Linked DNA regions of Danio rerio: region 1 is linked to region 2. Evidence: chromatin contacts called from public Hi-C data. All regions are on one chromosome and are shown on one strand. The core of a region is the stretch at or near the end of the contact, and the rest is flanking DNA. Distances in the headings are between cores, read along the strand shown. Region 1 overlaps arid4a (AT-rich interactive domain 4A). Region 2 holds the start of timm9 (translocase of inner mitochondrial membrane 9 homolog).

What was found. Hi-C and Micro-C count contacts between places; a contact is called where the count stands out from the background.
Region 1: a contact with region 2 is called in a Hi-C map of embryo, with 2.0 times the contacts expected there. The contact joins the enhancer-like site here to the promoter of timm9 in region 2. A contact is called at or near these places in 2 of 18 Hi-C or Micro-C datasets (embryo and gastrula embryo) and 1 of 4 datasets of contacts at active chromatin or transcription factors (embryo).

Annotation. Positions count from the first base shown.
Region 1 is chr17:12,601,535-12,606,786 of GRCz12tu, forward strand. arid4a (AT-rich interactive domain 4A) reads right to left here. Exons shown (of 21, transcript NM_001031668.1): 9 at 2,571-2,650; 10 at 2,246-2,322; 11 at 1,975-2,141; 12 at 1-64. Among named protein-coding and RNA genes, the nearest start is that of arid4a, 12 kb to the right of the region's middle. Within about 2 kb of position 1,482, at least 11 of the 62 cell types and tissues checked have an H3K27ac peak or open chromatin away from gene starts, as enhancers often do.
Region 2 is chr17:12,567,387-12,572,967 of GRCz12tu, forward strand. It overlaps timm9 (translocase of inner mitochondrial membrane 9 homolog), which reads left to right and starts at 2,666. Exons shown (of 4, transcript NM_001159911.2): 1 at 2,666-2,754; 2 at 3,032-3,080; 3 at 3,197-3,292. The coding sequence starts at 3,042.

The DNA of each region.
Region 1 (5,252 bases), core at 232-2,731, 33 kb after region 2:
CCATGAACTTGTAAAGCTGTTGTAGAAAGTGGTCCCTTTCCTCTGGATCTGGCTCATCATCAGGCTGGATAAGAGAAAAGTACAACATCAGAATCTGAGGTGTGGAATTATCACATACCTTACTTTTTCACAAACCATGGATCTTTTACAGTGAATTATGCTTTTTTTGGCTGAACTGTCCCTTTAACAATTTATTTACTAACTGGACGGTAATAAATGTGATTCTTTTTGAACATTCAATAAATGCAACTCTTCTTGAATGTTCAAAAAGCATTGCGTTTATTACCTTCTCATTGATGTAATAGACAATTCTTTTTGAATGATTTTAAAATGTGTTAGATGGATGGATAAACAGATAGATGAATAGACAGATAGATGAAAAGATCAAATTGGTCATATATTACCATAATTTAGGTTTTTGTTGTGTATATTTAATTACAAATTTGTCAGAACAACCAATCATGTAATTGCATCCCTTCATCTCTCAATATCCAGTCACAAACACAACACCGTAACAGTTGTCAGAGATGAACGTGCCTGAAAGTGAGTCAGGCTAATTTACCAACCACTCCTACTGATTCACAACAGCTTAAGAATTATTAACAAGAACCGGCTCATAGTAGTCATTAGTTTCTGAATGGAATTACCCTCGTCATAGTATATTAGTGGCAGTGTAAAAGCATCAAAAAAAATAGCTGTGATGGTAACAACGACATTTTAGTACAAGTGTCTTCCAGCAAGAATGCACATTCAAGGATTATAACGCTTAAGCAAACTTCAAAATAATATTAAATAATAAATAAATAAAAAAATATGAGGAAGTTCTTGCCTAAAGGTTTGTTTGCAGTAAATCTTCAAAACACTACCTCAAACCTTGCATCTTAAATTCTGCCTATAGCATTAAAGTGAGGCATTTCTGTACAGCACAGGAGAGACAACTCAGCAAAAGCGCTTTGCTGCACCAAGCATCAAATCAGCAGCATTTTTAATGATCCCATTCATTTACAACAAAGGAAATATTAGGATTTACTAATAAACATCCTATTAAAAATGCACAACCTTTAAAACTACAACTTCAAAAAAATAGGACATCTGATTACAAAACATTTTTTTAATTTTAAAGAGATGTAGTTTAGCATTTCCCTAGACTAAAAGTTAAACTGATGGCTTTCTAAATGCAAAATTCATTTAAAAAAAAACAAAAAAAAAACAAAAAACAACCCAACGCTTCCAACGAATGTTTCTACTTATCTTTTCACATGCTGGCCTTATAATTGTGCAACGTGCACAAAGTTCCCCAGTGAGGAGAGAAGAGTCTTTGAGATGAGATCAGCCCTGCCCACCATCAGAACTGGCACACCTCCACTGGGCCTCAGCCAATCCCGCCGCCTTTTCACAACCAAAAGAAATGAGTGCGGTTGCCATGGGAACTTGTCGGAAAAACCAAGCAAATGGCCATTTGTCCAAACTCAGAGAGCAGGAAGAATGAGACATTGTTGTCCAGAGCCTGGGGGCTTTCCCACATGCTGGGACCATTCAGTGGGCTTAATCAAGGTGTACGAGAACACGAGATGTAAAGGGCCGATGGAATGTCTTCACAAATCAACATAAATACCAACACTGGGGCTCTTGGAGTCACCACTGGAAGCAAATGGCGTAGTACTGCTTTGGCACACCTGGTGCCTAGCTCTGGCAGACCCTTTAATCAGAGAAATCCCTGCAAAACTACATGCCAATCAATGGAGAATAAGAAACAAGTATCCAAGCAAGAGCAAAGTCTCAAATACCATAATAAAATGGGGGAGAAACTAATCAAACAAGAGTGCAACTTTCCCAACTTAACCGACTACTGATAAAAAAATAAAGTAGTAATACATCAAAACCATCATAACTCACCACAACTTCTGAAAGAAAACCCATCTATGGGGAAAAAAAGGCAAAGAAATGAAAATGACAGTAGTGCTGGAGTCTTACTTCCTCTGGTTCTGGCTCCTTCTCCTCTTCTTCACCCTCTTTGCCTTCACCATCTTCATCTTCATCGTCTTCATCACTGCTGGAAGATTCGAGGATCTCGCTCAAGTCTACTTTCCACCTGTCAGGGATTTGTCTGTTCTGTAGAAAGAGCTTTGCTGCTTCACACCCTGGCAAAAGCAACAAAAAAAGGACAAAAAGAACGAGTAAGAGATGAAACTTTGACCTGGAAACATTCAAGTGAACAGAGGGCAGCTAATCTTGGGTCTTGTACCTTTTCTTAGGGAATACTCAGGTTTGGACAGGGTATCAATGTTTACTTCCTTAACATCTTTGCGTGCAACGGTGTGACTGCAGAACACAAACAGAGATACATCAGAGAGAAAACAACAACAACAACAAGTAAATGTTACAATAAATTATTAAATATAATTCATAACAAAACAAATCACATAAAATGTAAAACATCTGCATTGAAGTTCTTGAAAATACTTAAGGAAAGCTTTTAAACATGGAATAATGTCTACCAACAAAACAGTCACAAGATAGTTAAAGACTTTGGTGTGTCAATGTCAAAGCTACTCTTCATTGCTACTTACAATTTGGAATCAGCAAATGATCTCACTAAACATTGGTCCTTTTTGACAGTTAGGTCATCATTGCAGCTTGGAGATATCACCTGAAAAAGAGAACATTGAAGCGAGCGAGTCTTTACCAGTGTCGAAATACTAGAATTAAAGATTTAAGTCTTAATTGATAATTTCATCATGAATATATATATATTAAAAAAAATAAATAAATAAAAATCATTGTCTGATGCATAAATTCCCACCTGAATTAGTATTTTTTTCCTATCGGTTTCAAGCACATTTGGAAAACTCTTTTCTAATTTCTAAAATCTTTTCTAAATTATTTTCTAATTTTTTATGAATCGTGCATTTGCATTCGCGAGGGTAAATAACAGTAGCATTTAAAGTATTTGCATGATTTCTGTCATTGTCAGCACTATCAAATTTTGTGCCTTATAGCAGCTATCTTGGCTATTAGAAATGAGCTGTAAGTACAAATGCTGGTCATTGGGTGAAATCTAATCCAGTGACGCACTGAGCCAAAGACACACCGTGCCGATTTGTACATTCTGTATCTGCGCGAGCCAGTAGTTTATTGCCTCATTACACAAAAAGAAACCCAAAACTGTGATCCACATATGCAAACCACAATACTAACAGCGTATAGTGCCATTTTTACAGTACTTGTCACTCACCAAGAAGGGCTTCGCTCATGCAAATATGTCTGGCAATCTAATACAGGTTTCACCAAACTTGTTTCTGGAGGGCTGGTGTCGTGCAGAGTTTAGCTACAACCCTAATCAAACACACCTGAACAAGCTAATCAAGGTCTTATGCCATGGTCACACTAGAGCAGGGGTGCCCAATCACAGTCCTGGAGGGCCGATGTCCTGCATAGTTTAAATCCAACCCCAATCGGACACACCTGGGCAAGCTAATCAAGCTCTAAGTAGGCTTGCTAGCAACATCCAGGCAGGTGTGTTGAGGCAACTTGGAGCCAAACCTTGCAGGACATTGGCCCACCAAAAGTCTATGAGGCAAAAAGTGCAGTGTGACTGCGGCTTTTCAAGGTATAGTAGAAACTTCCAGGCAGGTGTGTTGAGGCAAGCTGGACACTGACTCACCAGGACCAACATTGGTGACCCCAGATCTAATAAGTTTACATTGTTTGCAAATATTTGAAAAATGCTACAAAATACAGCAGAACAACCAATCAGAGTGCTCTTTCATAAACCGCTGACTCCATACTACATGCTAAGGGTTTCTGCAGATATTACATTGTCAAATTTAAGACTTTAAGTATTAAATTTAAGACCCATGTCACTATCAAAAAAATCACATAAACATAAAAAGAAAATACAAAACCACTAAATTAGTCGTAAAATACATGTATTCAGATTGAACAGTACAAAAAGGCATGTGAAATGCACCATTGAAGTACAGAAAAAAGCTTAAAGCTGATTTGTACTTTCGCCTAACACCGCATCGCGCACCACACAAAACAAACGAGGCTTTTATCCTTGACGCGTTCGCCATAGAGATATTCTTTTAAATGACAGGGGTGGTCAAAAGAAACAGACAGTAAAATCAGACGGATAAACAGAGAAGTAGAAAGTTTCCGGAACTACGTCATAACATTGATATCATTGAAAATTTTTTAAATAATTGTTTTTAATAATTTTTCTTAATTATTATGATGATTATAAAGATTTTTATAACCATTCAAGATTTTTTAAAATCAAACTTTGATGCATCTTTTGCTTTAAATCATATCTCGGACAATTCTACCTATTAAAGTTAAATATTAATAGCAACAGAACATGAGTTGCTCTACAATTATATTTTTATTATGGCAAGCATAAAAGCAAAAAAAAAAAAAAAAAAAAAAAAAAAAAAGTACACTTACTAAAAATACAGACTTTAATTTATTTTTTTGCCCACTCCACAATTCACACATTACTGGCTGGTTAGTTTCTGTCCTATACTGATATGCTAAAAAGGCAATAATGGTCCAACATTCCTGACCATCATCACCAATAGAGCCTAGAAAAACAGGGCATCGGTATATTATAGACCGATGGGTTTAAAAATTCTTTTCCAGTTATCAAAGACATAATTAGTTACCTAATTTTTGTTTGTAACTTGTAAATTGTTTTAAGTTCAAAATTGTAGTCTATACATGCGTGTAAAACCTATGAATAGTGGAAAAACATTCTGTAATATTAAAACCACCTGGGTCTCTACTTTTGCATGGCCTCTTATTTTGTTTAAACAAACTTATGCCTCAGGTTTTTCCAAACTTTTACAAAAAGTTCCTCCTTTCCCACAGCTGTTGCAATTTCTAGCCAAGAATTGTTGGTCATCTGGTTCTCCCTATGATCACGCATGGACGGATCATGAAGATGTCTGTACAGTCATACCTGTTTCAGACAAAATATCTTCAAAGTGATTCATATTCAACTCAAATCAACCACGGCGCCGCACATCTTAAAATATTGTGCGCTCCGCTAGCCGAAATCATTCTCGCACACCCAAAGCGAACCTCCGCAAACACATCGATGATGTCACATTCGTCATGCGCAATGAGTTCAATAACAAAAAGCTGATTGGCGATTGGATGTTGGTATCATTTGTAGTTGTAATACTGCAAATAACATTAGGACTAGTGAAATAAAGAACTACAACATCACAAAAACAAGCAACAACAAAAAA
Region 2 (5,581 bases), core at 1,416-3,915:
TTTCCAAAAATGTTCATGTACATGTTAAACGGTTAACAATGTACTGAATGCAGGATTTAGAGTTGTAATAAAAGAAAATTATGTCAAAAGTATTTAAACAAATATCATCCTTTGTCTTTTCTGAGAGATAGATACTGGTTCCGTCAAAAATAGTTTCACACAAGTACATTCACAAAAAAGATGAACAACAGTTTCTTTCAAGTCACAAAATGTACATTTGTTTTCAATATTTAGCATATATTTACGATAACCATACTGAGATCCAAAGAGTTGCTTTTTTTGAGATTTCCAACGTCATTTGAGTTAAAAAAAAATATAAAATAAAAAATCTACAATTTAGAGTTTTTACGTTTTGTTTTTATTTTTAATTGTACAGCATGTCCACTGTAGTGGACCACAGGCCCGTTTTAGAATCCAAACTAGAGCCAAACTCAGACAACAGAACTGTACAGGATATGGCTGTAAAGGGATATAACAGTAATGTAACAAAAACAAAACAAAAGCCATTTTTTTCCTTTTGTTATGAAATTCCTGAAACAATTTAGTCTGAAAGAGATGTTAATCCAAAACAAACTCAACATAAAAACAATTTAAAAAAAATCATTCTCTAATTGTCTGATTGTCAGACTCTAAGTCAGAGTCTCCCTCAACTATCTAATAAAGAGTCCTCTCTGCTTCAGTTCTGCCTTCTACAACATGCAGTCATTAATTACATTAAGATGGTCCTGGTGTCCACTATAGTTGACATTTAAAAAAGGATGATATTTTGTAACACAAACAATTAAAAAAAAATAAAAAAGTAAAAAAAAGTAAAAAAAAACATTTACATTCCTCTCTCCTTCCCATAAAATTTGCTTGTTTGTATGCTGGCCATTTTGGATGCAGTTTTCCTAGTTTGGCAGCCAACCAAATGACATATCACTAGAAAGCCCAGGATGTCCTCTGCACAGTACAACAGTACTTGACAGAGTAGCTCAAAAAGAAAATTCATGAAAACGCAAGGTCCACTACAGAGGAAGTCAACCGGCATGGTCTCAGGAGTTAATAGTGCTATAAGGATAGCATCTATGTAATATTTTACATGTAATTTCTTTAACTTTGTTCATTAGCAAGTATTTATGTGGATGATTCCAAGTAATGTCTCAATTTATGATAGATGTGGCCTGCCATTAAAAAAGAAGCTGGAATTGTTTTATGGTTAAATAAATTCTGCATCACAGTTATTGAATTTGTAATCCACTATTGATATCCCTTCTTTTGAGATTGGGTTGTTTGGTCTATATGAAGGATCCAAATAAAAAATTTGCATCCTTTCATAAAGTTTTTGAACCATTGGGAATGGCATTAATTACTGTGTTGAATTTTTTTACTAAGGGTTCAAAAAGTTTAGCTTGGAAGGATGGACCATGAGATTGACAGGCAGATTGGTGCAGCGGCAGCAGTAATGTGGTCGATGTACTGGTCCGTTGTGATGAAGAAGGAGCTAAGCCGAAAGGCAAAGCTCTCAATTTACCAGTCAATCTATGTTCCTACTCTCACCTATTGGTGAGCTTTGGATCATGACCGAAAGGACAAAATCTCAGATACAAGCGGCCAAAATGAGTTTCCTTTGAAGGGTGGCAGGGTGCACTCCCATGGATAGGGTGAGGAGCTCTGACACCCAGGAGGAGCTCGGAGTAGAGCTGCTGCTCCTCCACATCAAGAGAAGTCAGCTGAGGTGGCTCAGGCATCTGTTTCTGATGCCTCCTGGACGCCTACCTAAGGAAGTGCTCCCGGCAGGCCCCACCGTGAGGAGGCCTCAGGAAAGACCCAGGACACACTGGAGGGACTATGTCTCTCGGCTGGCCTTGGAACACTTCGTGATTCCCCCAGAGGAGCTGGAGGAAGTGTCTGGGGAGAGGGAAGACTGCTGCTCCCGCGGTAGAAAAATGAATGAATCAAGAAAACTCAGATGACTCTTACTTACCATTTTCATCTAATAATTAATTATATATATATATAAAAAAACAATAATTTAAAAACCATTTCTCGAAATTTGCTTTTGTGAACAATACTTTGGTTGTTCAAATGAAGCCAGAATGTGGTTTTAGAATATGCACGGTTATGAATGAATTATGCATTGCTATACCGTAAAAAAAAAAGATAAGTAAAGCTAAAAAAGCCACCAAAGACGAATTAAAATGGCAGCAAAACATACAACAAAATAAAATAATGAAGTAAATCATCAAAATACATGGGCAAACACACAATTCCAGCAGATTTCTACCTTGTGCAATAATACATTTGGGGAACATTTACAACATACCTAGTTATTTTCATCAAAATGTGCAGTATAGACAGAACAAATAATATATATTATCTGTACATTGGATATGTGTTTATAATTTATATGGTACAGATTTATAATATATGTAGTAATATAATATAAAGTGACATGTAGTAAAATAAATAATAATGATAATAATGATAATAATGATAATAATGGTAATAATAATAATAATAATAATAATAATAATAATAATAATAATAATAATAATAATAGCTATAAAATACACATCCAATCAATTTTACGGATTTTAAATATACGATTTTACAATTTAAATCGAGAGGGCTCAACAATAAACTTAACATTTAAATAAATAAATAAATCGAGAGGGCTCTTATTTGTTGCGAAAGTGCCGCTGTGAAGCAGCTGATAATTTCAGTCAGTGGTGTTCTCACATGTCCTTCACAGTCTGAGCTCTTACATCAAAGGTAGCAGCTTTAATACTTTCACATGCTTTACTTATTTATACGGTTTTTCCCGTCAAAATCTTATTTATCGTAACGCGAATATTAATGCATTCAATTTGAGAGGCATTTCTGCACGGTCGCTGTGATAAATGTACATGATGCTAAAGGCTAATGTAGCCACTCACCTCTCACTGCTCTGAGGCCTTTATTACTAAAGATTCTGCATTTATTTTAGGAGATTCTGCACTGTTTGACAACAGAAAGATTTATGTTAATTGTTTATTCGTCTGTTTTAAAGCATCGTAACGATGGCAGCTCAGGTCACTGAATCAGATCAGATCAAACAGGTAAGAGAAAACACACACACACACACACACACACACACACACACACACACACACACACATGCATATTTATTGAATGTATATAGTTTTGAATTTGAGTTGTTTATTGTATTTTGTAGTTTAAGGAATTCCTGGGAACCTACAATAAACTGACAGAGAACTGCTTCATGGATTGTGTGAAAGATTTCACCACAAGAGAGGTCAAGCCAGAGGAGGTATGTGATTTTATGAAGAATTCAAATGTTTAAACTTTAAATGGCATCAAAATTACCTTTAATCAGTAAAACTTACCCTGCGTCTTCAACAATATCTCTGTAAGCAAGTATTTTTGTTTCTATGGTACAATCCTGGTTCACCACAAACTTCTTGAAATTAAATGACAATAAAACTAAACTTTTACTTATAGGTACACGATCCACTTTAAATAAATCCCATAGTTTTTCCATTTCCACAGAGGATTCTGTCATTACCCCCTCCCTTCAGGTTAAGAGTCTGGGGGTCATCTTCGACAGCACCCTTTCATTCACTGCACATGTTAATAATGTCACCCGGTCCGCCTATTTCCACCTTCGAAATATAAATCGTTTACGTCCTTCCCTCACACCTCACTCAGCTGCCATTCTTGTTCATAGTTTAGTCACATCCCGTTTAGATTACTGTAATTCCCTTCTGTTTGGCCTCCCTTAAAAAAACTCTTCATAAATTACAACTGGTACAAAACGCTGCAGCCCGTATTATCACATAAACCCCCTCTGTCGGTTACATCACACCCATTCTACAACAGCTTCACATCTCTTACAGAATTAATTATAAAATACTTCTTCTCACCTTTAAAAAGCCATCCACAATCTCGCTCCTCCATACCTTGCTAATCTTGTTCATATCGCCACACCTTCTCGAACACTCAGGTCTTCTTCCATTCACCTCACTGTTCCCTCTGTCCGCCTTGTCACCATGGGGAGCAGATCCTTCAGCCACTCTGCTCCTCAGCTTTGGAATTCACTTCCTCCTGTTCTCCGTAATGTAGACTCTTTCACAATTTAAGTCCAGACTCAAAACACATCTGTTTAGAACAGCCTATTCTCTTTGACCCGATTGCATTGTTTTGTATAGTATTCTATTGTTTTTGTGTTTTTATTTGAATTGATTGTTTTACCTGTCCTGTACGGTGACCTTGAGTGTCATGAAAGGCGCCTTTAAATAAAATGCATTATTATTATTTGAAGTCATACATTAAAAGGTTAAACAGTAATAGAAAGAAAAATTAAGACTAAATCAAGTTTAATTGAGTGTTTTTGCAGCTTTTTAAACGTGTCCATGTGTAGACCATTTCAATGTGGTCATGTCATTGGCCCATAAACATTTCCTGCTTGTTGTCAAACTATTTCATAACTGAACAGAGGCAATTCAATCATAGCGTAATGTTAAAACAGCTATTATAACATTATTTGTCAATATTTGTCTCTTTTTAGATTCCTGGAAGCTACAGAAATTAAAAATGTAAAACAGGAAATACGTTGGGACCGTTGTTTTTGTTTACAACCCTCAAAATGGTTTATGATTTAAATGCTAAAACCATTTTGAACAAATCTTTAGGCTTTTTTTTTAATTTCTTACTTGTATACCAAAGATAATACTTAAACTATTTATTGCACAAGAGGCAGCAAGTGTAATGAGTTTTGGACCCTGTGAAACACCACAGCTCTGAGATGCTATTCTCGAGGCATAATTTTGAATGGTGGCTGTGAAAGACCTGTCTGATATGCAAGATGACTCCAAAAATATTTCACTGGTGTGAAGAGGAGATCATTTTGCTTCTTTGTATTACCATTTTACCTTATGGCCACAGCCCAAGACTGGTTACTCACTGAAGCCAAGCAGGGCTGAGCCTGGTCAGTACCTGGATGAGAGACCAAATGGGAAAACTGAGTTGCTGTTGGAAGTGGTGTTAGAGAGACCATCAGGGGGCGCTCAGCCTGTGGTTTGTGTGAGTCCTAATGCCCCAGTATAGTAAATTGGATGCACTATACCACAGGTGTCAAACTCAGTTCCAAAAGGGCCGCAGTTCTGCACAGTTTAGTTCCAACCCTAATTAAACACACCTGATCAAACTAATTGAGTCCTTCAGGCTTGTTTGAAACCTACAGGTAAGTGTGTTGGAGCAGGGTTGGAACTAAACTGTGCAGGGCTTCGGCCCTCCAGGAATTGAGTTTGACACCCCTGCACTATACTGTTAGTGAGCACCGTCTTTCAGATGAGACATTAAACTGAGGTACTGACTTTTTGTGGTCATTAAAAATCCCATGGCACTTCTCGTAATGGTCCCCGTTCTCGTGTAACCCTGGTGTCCTGGCCAAGTTCCCTCCATCGGCCCTTACTGATCATGGTCTCCCAATCGTCCCCATCCACCGAATTGGCTCTATCACTTTCTCTCCACTCCGCCAATAGCTGGTGTGTGGTGAGCACACTGGCACCGTTGTCCTGTGGCTGCCGTCGTATCATCC